Regions from separate parts of the Xenopus laevis genome. Here region 2 is linked to region 1. A link is a contact called in public Hi-C data. All regions are on one chromosome and are shown on one strand. Each heading gives the region's core, a stretch centred on a gene start, on an enhancer-like site or on the middle of the called end of the contact. The rest is flanking DNA. Distances are from core to core; before and after follow the strand shown.

What was found. A called contact is a pair of places that touch in the nucleus more often than the background predicts.
Region 2: a contact with region 1 is called in a Hi-C map of the XTC cell line, with 2.2 times the contacts expected there. The contact joins the promoter of plcb3.L here to the enhancer-like site in region 1. A contact is called at or near these places in 2 of 4 Hi-C or Micro-C datasets (the XL177 cell line and the XTC cell line).

What each region holds. Positions count from the first base shown.
Region 1 is chr4L:26,327,923-26,332,790 of Xenopus_laevis_v10.1, reverse strand. All of the region lies in intron 2 of plcb3.L (phospholipase C beta 3 L homeolog), which reads left to right. Among protein-coding and RNA genes, the nearest start is that of plcb3.L, 53 kb to the left of the region's middle. Within about 2 kb of position 3,545, at least 1 of the 7 cell types and tissues checked has an H3K27ac peak or open chromatin away from gene starts, as enhancers often do.
Region 2 is chr4L:26,381,653-26,386,361 of Xenopus_laevis_v10.1, reverse strand. plcb3.L (phospholipase C beta 3 L homeolog) reads left to right here and starts at 3,130. Exons shown (of 33, transcript NM_001087700.2): 1 at 3,130-3,310. The coding sequence starts at 3,212.

The DNA.
Region 1 (4,868 bases), core at 2,296-4,795:
TGTATAGTCGCTGATTGTTTGTTTGTTGTGTGCAGAGATGCACATTACCAGCGGTATGATCAATGAACCTTTATGATGGAACAGTCATGGTATATATATATATATATATATATATATATATATATATATATATATATATATATATATATATATATATATATATATATATATATATATATATATATATATATATATATATATATATATATATATATATCTATATATATCTTTATATTTATATATATACAGTATATATATTTGATTTCATTAGCACAAGTGCTGATATAGTTGATTACATTGATATTTAGTAATATGTAGCATCTGTAATAATAGGACTAAATAAATAAGGGTGACTAAATGCAATATGTAGTGGTTGTAATAATAGGACTAAATACATAAGGGTGGCTAAACATTGTGTCTATAAGTGTTTAAGTAGTTTACCTTTGACTGCAGAGATGCACATTACCAGCTGTACGATCAATGAACCTTATGATGTTCATGGCTGTGGACAGGAAATTATTGTAATATATATATATATATATATATATATATATATATATATATATATATATATATATATATATATATATATATATATATATATATATATATTGTTGATTTCATTAGCACAAGTGCTGATATAGTTGTACATGGATATTAAGTAATATGTAGCAGCTGTAATAATAGGACTAAATAAATAAGGGTGGCTAAATGCAATATGTAGCGGTTGTAATAATAGGACTAAATACATAAGGATGGCTAAATGCACTGGCAATTAATCTAAAGCCTGAATAACCCAAATCTGGGTGGTGCTATGGCTGGAAATCAATTAGTAGAAATTTAACTTTTGGTCACCAACGCAATGACCAAACACAGAAGCCATAAATGCAGCACTCTCCAGGGTACCTTTAAGCATTTTTTTCATAAGCATAAACGAATCGCATTTAACACAATAAAAACACATAATACTTTTACCATCAATAGAATTTATAGTGGGAGCACAAAAAATTGTCATACCAGCACCCAAGCTTTTTTTTTTTTTTTTGATATATGTAGAAAACAAGTAAGCTTATCTTAACTTATAAATGTATAAATTAGTTAATTTTTCATAATATGTCCAGTCACCCACAATCACATGATGTCCAGATAAAGCGCATTCGCTAGTAATTGGGCACATTGTGTCTCAGTATGTGGGAGTTGTAGTTGCAACCAATTAAATCCAAAGGCACAATTCCAACTGGACAGTGAAACAATTGATTTCCGTGCAGTTTGAACAAATAATATATAAGCGAATTAAGCCTCCATTAGAGTGGCTGGTTCAAAGTTCAATTTTAGTCAGCACTGTATCATCATCATACTCACGGACAAACTTTTTCTCCACACATAGCCTCATTGGCATCCAAGGACCTGCAAGCACAGGCTTCCATGAATGTTGACTGATAAAAAAAAGTTGGTGGAAGTCCCTGGCTAAATATCAGTCTCAATAATTATAGCATAATCTCTGGCTAGAATTTTGCTGGTATTATTTACACACTTCCACAGTGGTCAGCCAGTTGGCTCCTGCTTTAAGTCTGACATGTATAAGCAGGAAATTAAACTGATTTAAGGAGCTCTCTACTGATTCAGAAATCAGAATGATGCACTATGCAAATATTGCCTCCATTGGAAAAATAGATACTGAGGGTGCTGCCTGTATATCCTGACATCCAAGGACCACAGCGTTCATAAATAAATACATGTATTATACTTCACCATAAATACAGGCAGATCTTTACTTGTGTGGCCACCTTTAGGTTCCCCATCAGCGTATATACACAGTCGTATGAAAACGTTTGGGAACCCCTCTCAGCCTGCATAATAATTTACTCCACTTTCAGCAAAAAAGATAACAGTGATATGTCTTTGATTTCCCAGGAACATCTGAGTTCTGGGGGTTTTTTTGAACAAAGATTTTTAGTGAAGCAGTATTCAGTTGTATGAGATTAAATCAAATATGAAAAAATGGCTGTGCAAACATTTGGGTACCCTTGAAATTTTGCTAATTTAAATGGAAGGCCACAGGCACAGTTGCTGTAAAACCCAGGTCTGGCAGGCCAAGAAAAATACAGGAGCAGCATATGCGGAGGATTGTAAGAAATGTTACAGACAACCCAAAGATCATCTCCAAAGACCTGCAAGAACATCTTGCTGCAGATGGTGTATCTGTTCATCGTTCTACAATTCAGCACAATTTGCACAAAGAACATCTGTATGGCAGGGTGATGAGAAAGAAGCCCTTTCTGCACTCACGCATCAAACAGAGTCGCCTGTTGTATGCAAAAGCTCATTTAAACAAGCCACAGTCATTTTGGAACAAAGTGCTTTGGACTGATGAGACAAAAATGGAGTTAGTTGGTCATAACAAAAAGCGCTATGCATGGTGGAAGAAGTCCACCGCATTCCAAGAAAAACACTTGCTACCTACTGTCAAATTTAGTGGAGGTAACATCATGCTGTGGGACTGTGTGGCTAGTTCAGGGACTGGCCATTGTTAAAGTCGAGGGTCAGATGAATTCAACCTAATAACAATAATTCTTCAGGATAATGTTCAAGCATCAGTCACAAAGTTGAAGTTACGCAGGAGTTGGATATTCCAACAAGACCCTAAACACACTTCGAAATCTACAAAGGCATTTATGCAGAGGGAGAAGTACAGTATTCTGGAATGGCCGTCACAGTCCCCGACTTGAATATCATCGAAAATCTATGGGATGATTTGAAGCAGGCTGTCCATGCTCGGCAGCCATCAAATTTAACTGAACTGGAGAGATTTTGTATGGACAAATGGTCAAAAATACCGCCATCCAGAAATCAGACAAGTATTGATGTAATATCTCTGTTGGGGTGCCCAAATTTATGCACCTGTCTAGTTTTGTTATGATGCATATTTCATATTTTCGGTTAATCCAATAAACTTTATGTCACTGCTGAAGCATTACTGTTTCCATAAGGCATGTTATATATTAAAAGGAAGTTGCTAATTTAAAAGCTCAGCCAATGATAAACAAAACTCCAAAGAGTTCCCAAACTTTTTCATATGACTATAAATATATATATATATTATCCCAAAAATGTGTCGGCACTCACGACAAGTCACTGAACATAGCAAACCAAAAATGTAGAAAGCCGCACTCACAGGACTTAGAAATCAATTCACTATAATTTATTGTAGGCAGGCATACTGACGTTTCGCTGAACACCAGCCTTTCTCAAAGGTTGGTGTTCAGCCGATAAGGTCAGTTTAGTATAATACATAATATGGTAACATTCTACTAACAAATTGGGTATTTGTTGCCAAGAAATAGTGTATTTTTAGGTTCGGATAAACAGTTCTTCACTCTGCATGCCCCCTGAATCCAACCATGATTTCTCTCTTCTATGTTTCTCACTCTGTTATTATTTTTTCTCACGCATCTGGATTTCTCTGCCTGAGTCTTGACCACCCCTCCTCCACATCTGGATACCGGATGGCCACTCACCCCCTACTTTTCCCACGGCCCTCTAAACTCCTCCTCCTTTTTTCTTTACCTTTACTTTCCCATATTGTAGCTGCTCTCTCTTTACTATCAGGTCTCCCCATCTGTTAACCTTTCCCACAACTTCACTTCTTCTCTCACATATGCATCCACTCTCTTCTCTAGTTTTTCAAAATCCTTTTCTTTGCTCTCCTCAGCCTTCTTCATATACTCCTTTACCCCTGCTTGTTCAGGCCTGTCTTTTTCGTTTATCTTCTTTCTTTATTTCTTTCCTATTTAGTTTCTACTTCCTTTTTCTCCCACACATCCCTTCTCTTCCTTCTCCCTCTCCCTCCCTCTATCTCTGTCTTCAGATTAAGGGCTCAGCGGAAGTTGGGAAGGAGGGGGTGGGGGGGAAACAAGTGTTTACATTTTTTATGTTCACTCTGTTCTCCCCTTGCTATGCTGGATCTGCTCCTCCACCCTAAACAGAAAGGCTGTGTGTCTATGTGTCTGTACAGTTGTGCAATTAACTGAACACATTCACTCTTTGTAAACACAAACATCAACCTAGCTGAACCATTTCACTAATGAAAATAAGTATGAAGATCCAGCACGAGTAAAATAAATAAATATTTTTCTTTGCTGTTATTTCTCCAAACTCAAGTATTTTGTTTGCCAACATGTAGGAGCAAGTATGAAAGGCATGAGAGTACTCCTGCACCATCACACACCTACACATGGTCTAAACTTTGCACTTTGTTTAAATATGCACTCAAAATAAATTGATTATCTGGAACATAATTTTTTTAAAGTAGGATCGGGAAATGAGCAGATCTCTCCCAGATATGCCCACATTGAGGTGGGCGATATCAGGCTGATTGGATCATAATGCATCTGATACGGGCGGTCGGATCCCGGGACTGCATACTCTCACAGATCCGATTGGATTTTTTAACCTGCCCAATTGAGATCTGGCCGACTTTCGGGGAAGCCAGTCGGGTGGCCCCACACGCGGGCCAATAAGCTGCCGTCTCGGTCTGTCGGGAGCTTTTATCAGCCCGTGTATATGGGGCATTTACAGTGAAGTCTCAGGAACCCAGGGAAAGGCTTAGCACCATAAACAGAAGGGCCACAAATAGTACAACTACTGTACTATCCTCTTACCTGCAAAAGTAGAGCCCTGTTTATTTTAATTATCAAAATTAGCAGCCTTTGAGCAGCTTATTATCCGGGGCTTTTCAGCGGACTGGTCATTCGATTTATGAGCTCCTCAGAAGTTCTTCGGGATCAGGAAGTAACAGGGAACACTAAAGCAAAACTGGCTTCAAATTCTTGTTTAGTGCCAGAAATAACAGAAACCATAGACATTTT
Region 2 (4,709 bases), core at 1,881-4,380, 54 kb before region 1:
GACAATACACTTGTGGCCTTACAGAACATTTTTTTTTTAGTTGGGGGTCAGTGGCCCCCATTTGAAAGCTGGAAAGAGTCAGAAGAGGGCAAATAATTAAAAAACTATAGAAAAGAAAAAATGAAGGCCAACTAACTAAGTTGCTTAGAATTAGCCATTCTATAACATACTATAAACTACAGTAATTTGAGGATGAGCATGGCATAAAGCCAGCAGATCAGAAGAATAACTTGGTGAAATTCTAGAAAATCCAGCTAGAATTGATGAATTGTTGAACTCGTAGTGTTTCAGTAGGAAAAATAACATCAAATATGAAATTGTTTTAAAGTAATAAAAATATAATGCAGTGTTGCCCTGCATTGGTAAAACTGGTGTGTTTGCTTCAAAAACATTACTATTGTTTACATAAATAAGCTGCTGTGTAGCAATGGAGGCAGCCACTTAAAAGAGCAAAGGCTCAGGTTACACAGCAGATAAGCTCTATAGAACATAATGGTGTTATATGTTATCCACTATCTAACCAGTGCCATATATTCCTTTTTCAATTTTGCTGCACAGCATCTTGTTTATATGATTTATAGTAGTGTTTCTGAAGCAACCACATCAGTTTTACCAATGCAGGGTAGCACTACATGATATTTTCATTACTAAAACGCTTTCATTTTTTGTGTTACTGTTCCTTTAAATGCAATCACTGCAGCCGAATGGGAAGTACTATAGGTTGCCCTGATGCAATACGAGATTGTAGCTGGTTGCAAGTAACTCCTGAATATGAAGTGATCCCCGTCCTGGTAGCAGAATTAATGAATTGCAGCCAAAAGTATTAATGCTTAACCCGCCTATCAGGGTTGCCAGGTTGGATGATTTCTAGCCAAATTGGGCTACTAATTTAAAGTCCAGGTGGGTTTTGAAAGTACAAATTAGCCAAGGTGAGGATTTGGGCTACTTTTTGGGCCTTTGGCTGGTTTGACTTTGGAAACCAGCCAAAGTTTTTTCTTGCCCTAATGTGCCAAGCCTGTACCTCCCAATGCTTGTTGGGTAATGTAGTTTTTGTTTAACAATTTGCCGACTGTCAAGTTTAAAAAGACTACAATATCCAGCATGCAACGGGACAGACTTGTGTAAAAGTTGGGAGTTACCAGATTTTGGGCTCACATTTAATGGTAACTTTCTTCAATTTCAGACAATTTTGGGGTGGCCACCAAAATGTCTAGATGTTTAATTTTTTTACCAATATTTATTGTAATTGTATATGTATTTGGGCCTCATGGGGCCCCTATACCTAAAGGGCCCCCCCTCTGTAGTTATGCCCCTGGTAAAGGGGGCAAATCTTTTCCATTTTGCTCCATGGAAAATTGTGCCAATCGGAGAAAGTTTTGGGGTGGCCACCAAAATGTCTAGATGTTTAATTTTTTTACCAATATTTATTGTAATTGTATATGTATTTGGGCCTCATGGGGCCCCTATACCTAATGGGCCCCCCCTCTGTAGTTATGCCCCTGGTAAAGGGGGCAAATCTTTTCCATTTTGCTCCATGGAAAATTGTGCCAATCGGAGAAAGTTTTGGGGTGGCCACCAAAATGTCTAGATGTTTAATTTTTTTACCAATATTTATTGTAATTGTATATGTATTTGGGCCTCATGGAGCCCCTATACCTAATGGGCCCCCCTCTGTAGTTCTGCCCCTGGTAAAGGGGGCAAATCTTTTCCATTTTGCTCCATGGAAAATTGTGCCAATCGGAGAAAGTTGAAAACGGCGTATTTTCACATATATTTATTTATTTTTTAGACTTTTTTTTCATTGCACATGTGTTATTTTCAGTGTCGGACTGGCCCACCGGGATACCAGGAAAACTCCCGTGGGCCCAGGTGTCAGTGGGCCTCTTGCCTCTAACCATTTGGTCTATTTCATGGTCATTCCCTATTTATTTATGGGAAAAAAAAGAGGATTAATAATGGAAGAATAGAGTATAGTATGTAGAGGTAAAAGACTAGGAGAATAAAGAGTTTGAGTAAGGAGAGGAGGAACAGGCCCGGACTGGCAATCTGTGGTTTCTGGCAAATGCCAGAGGGGCTGCTATAATGTGCCAGAGAAAGACACTATTTAGTGGTCTGCTAGGACCTGTTTGGGTCTATTTGTACTTGGAATGTCAGGGGCATGGGTTCGGCCCACACATCATTACTGGTCAGGGCCTATTTTGACTCCCAGTTCAGACCTGAGGAGGAATAATTGTTTGGAAAGTGGGCCCATGGTCTAAGGTTTTCTGGTGGGCCCCTGGCATCCCAGTCCGACACTGGTTATTTTGGGCTACATTTTTGTAGCTGACTTTGGCTGGTTTTGAAAATAATACCTGGAACAGGGTTTGGGTGCTGGGAGTTGTAGCTGAAGGGCCCCTCAACTATTTCTTCCCTACAACTCCCACCACACCCTTCTTGGATGCCAAGTGTTAGAGCTTAACCAGTAAAAAAAAACTTATTTAGTAAACTAAAAGGGCATTTATCCTCAGAAACATTAAACTAAGAAGAGTAGGACATGAACAGGGCTGGCTTAATTGTAAATTCCACTGCCTATAATGGCTACAGGCAGAGGTCTGTGGAGGATCCATTGAGAATTAGGACACTGCTGGGTATACGTTACTTTGCACCCTGGTGTGTAGAGGTTGGTAGGTGCCTGGCATGGAGGCGCCCATTAATACGCATGACAGAGGGGGCACACATGTTACCTTGCACTGCTCATAGGGGTTGGTAGGTGCTGACGGGCTGGGAGGGGGCGTGGCCCGGGAGTGCGTAGGTAAGGAGCTGGTATGTGAGGAATGTGACAGGGCTGGATGCCGCCCGAGTCACTGGGCCTTACACAGGTGTGATGAGGGGAGGTGGCACTGCCGAGAGGCGCTAAATCTCAGCGCGGAGGATTGCTGTGTTACGGGACTCCGTCTGGAGCGGACAAGTTTATTTTGGGAGGGAGGGGGGTGGCTGGGTTTAACAGCTCCGGGCGCTCCTCTCTTCTCTTCATCCCACTTTACTATCCCTCCCTTCCCCTCCTTTAGCCGCCCATTCAGTCTCTCCTCCCTCACTGCCCTCCCCTTCTCACTCTCCTAGTTTCTCTCCACCCCCTCAGTCAGTCCCTGCTTCTCCCTCTCTCTCTTTCGCTGCCTCCTCCTCTTCCTCGTTATTTTGCCCCCCTAGTTGCCCCCTGCCCTGTTCCCCAAACATGGCGGGGGCACGGCCTGGGGTTCACTCTCTTCAACTGGAGCCCGTGAAAGTGCCGGAGACTCTTATCAAAGGGAGCAAGTTCATCAAGTGGGATGAGGTGAGACGAGGGGGGTAAAAGTTACAAAGTGGAGAGGGGAATGCTACTTATTGCTGGGGTGGGGATGGGGGGTTTCATTGACTCTCACTGACAAGAGATGGGCGCCGGAATGCTTATAGCTCTGTGGGGTATTTATAAGAGAGTGCCTGCAGTCTGAGCACAGACTGCTGGGTAATACATGAGCACAGACTGCTTGGTGGAATAGAGGCAATTGCTTAACCTAGGGGCTTCTGGGTATCTGCTGGCTGATACTTGTTCAGAAGCTGCAGATACTTCTTCTTGGGCTTCAGGGTATGTGCTGGGGAATTGTGGGGCTTTCTGTTGGGAAATGCATCTTTAGGGGCTTTCTATTGGGCTGTGCTTGTACAGAGGCTGCTGGGTAGAACTTGGTAGTTGGTTATCTGCAAGTTTTATAATTCAGAGGCTGCCTGGTATCTGTTTAGAAGGGGTGTGGGTATCTAGAGGGCAGTTTTGTTTCAGAGTGTTGTAGGTATCTGCCAGGCAAATCTTAAAAGGGGGTTGTTCACCTTTAAATTAACTTTTAGTATGATGCAGAAAGTGACATTTTGAAACAATTTGCAATTGACTTTCATTATTTAGCATGTGTGGTGTTTTGAGTTATTTAGCTTTTTTTATTCAGCAGCATTCCAGTTTGCAATTTCAGCAATCCAGTTGCTAGGGTGCAAATTACCCTAGCAACCACACACTGATTTGAATAAAAGAGGTCCTGAATAGAACGATGAGTAATAAAAAGTAGCAATAACAATAAATGTGTAGCCTTACAGGGCCTTTTTTTTTTTTTTTTTAAATAGGGTCAACGACCCCCATTTGAAAGCCGGAAAGAGTGAGAAGAAAAAGGCAAATTGAAAAAAAAGCTATACAAAATAAACAATGAAGACCAATTTAAAAGTTGCTTAGAACTGGTCATTCTATAACATACTAAAAGTTAAAGGAACAGTAACACCAAAAAAGGAAAGTTTTTTAAAGTAATGAAAATATCATGTAGTGTTGCCCTGCACTGGTAAAACCGATGTGTTTGCTTCAGAAACACTACTGTAGTTCATATAAACAAGCTGCTGTGTAGCAATGGTGGAAATTGAAAAAAGGCTATATGGCACAGGTTAAATAGTGGATAACAGATAACACCATTATGTTCTACAGAGCTTATCTGCTATCTGCTGTGTAACCTGAGCCTTTTCTCCTTTGAATGGCTGCCCCCGTTGCTACACATCAGCTTGTTTATATAAACAATAGTAGTGTTTCTGAAGCAAACACAGCAGTTTTACCAGTGCAGGGCTACACTGCATTATATTTTTATCACTTTAAAACAATTACATTTTTTGATGTTACTGGTCCTTTAACGTAAATGTGAACCGTCCATTTGAGGCTGTTGGCTATT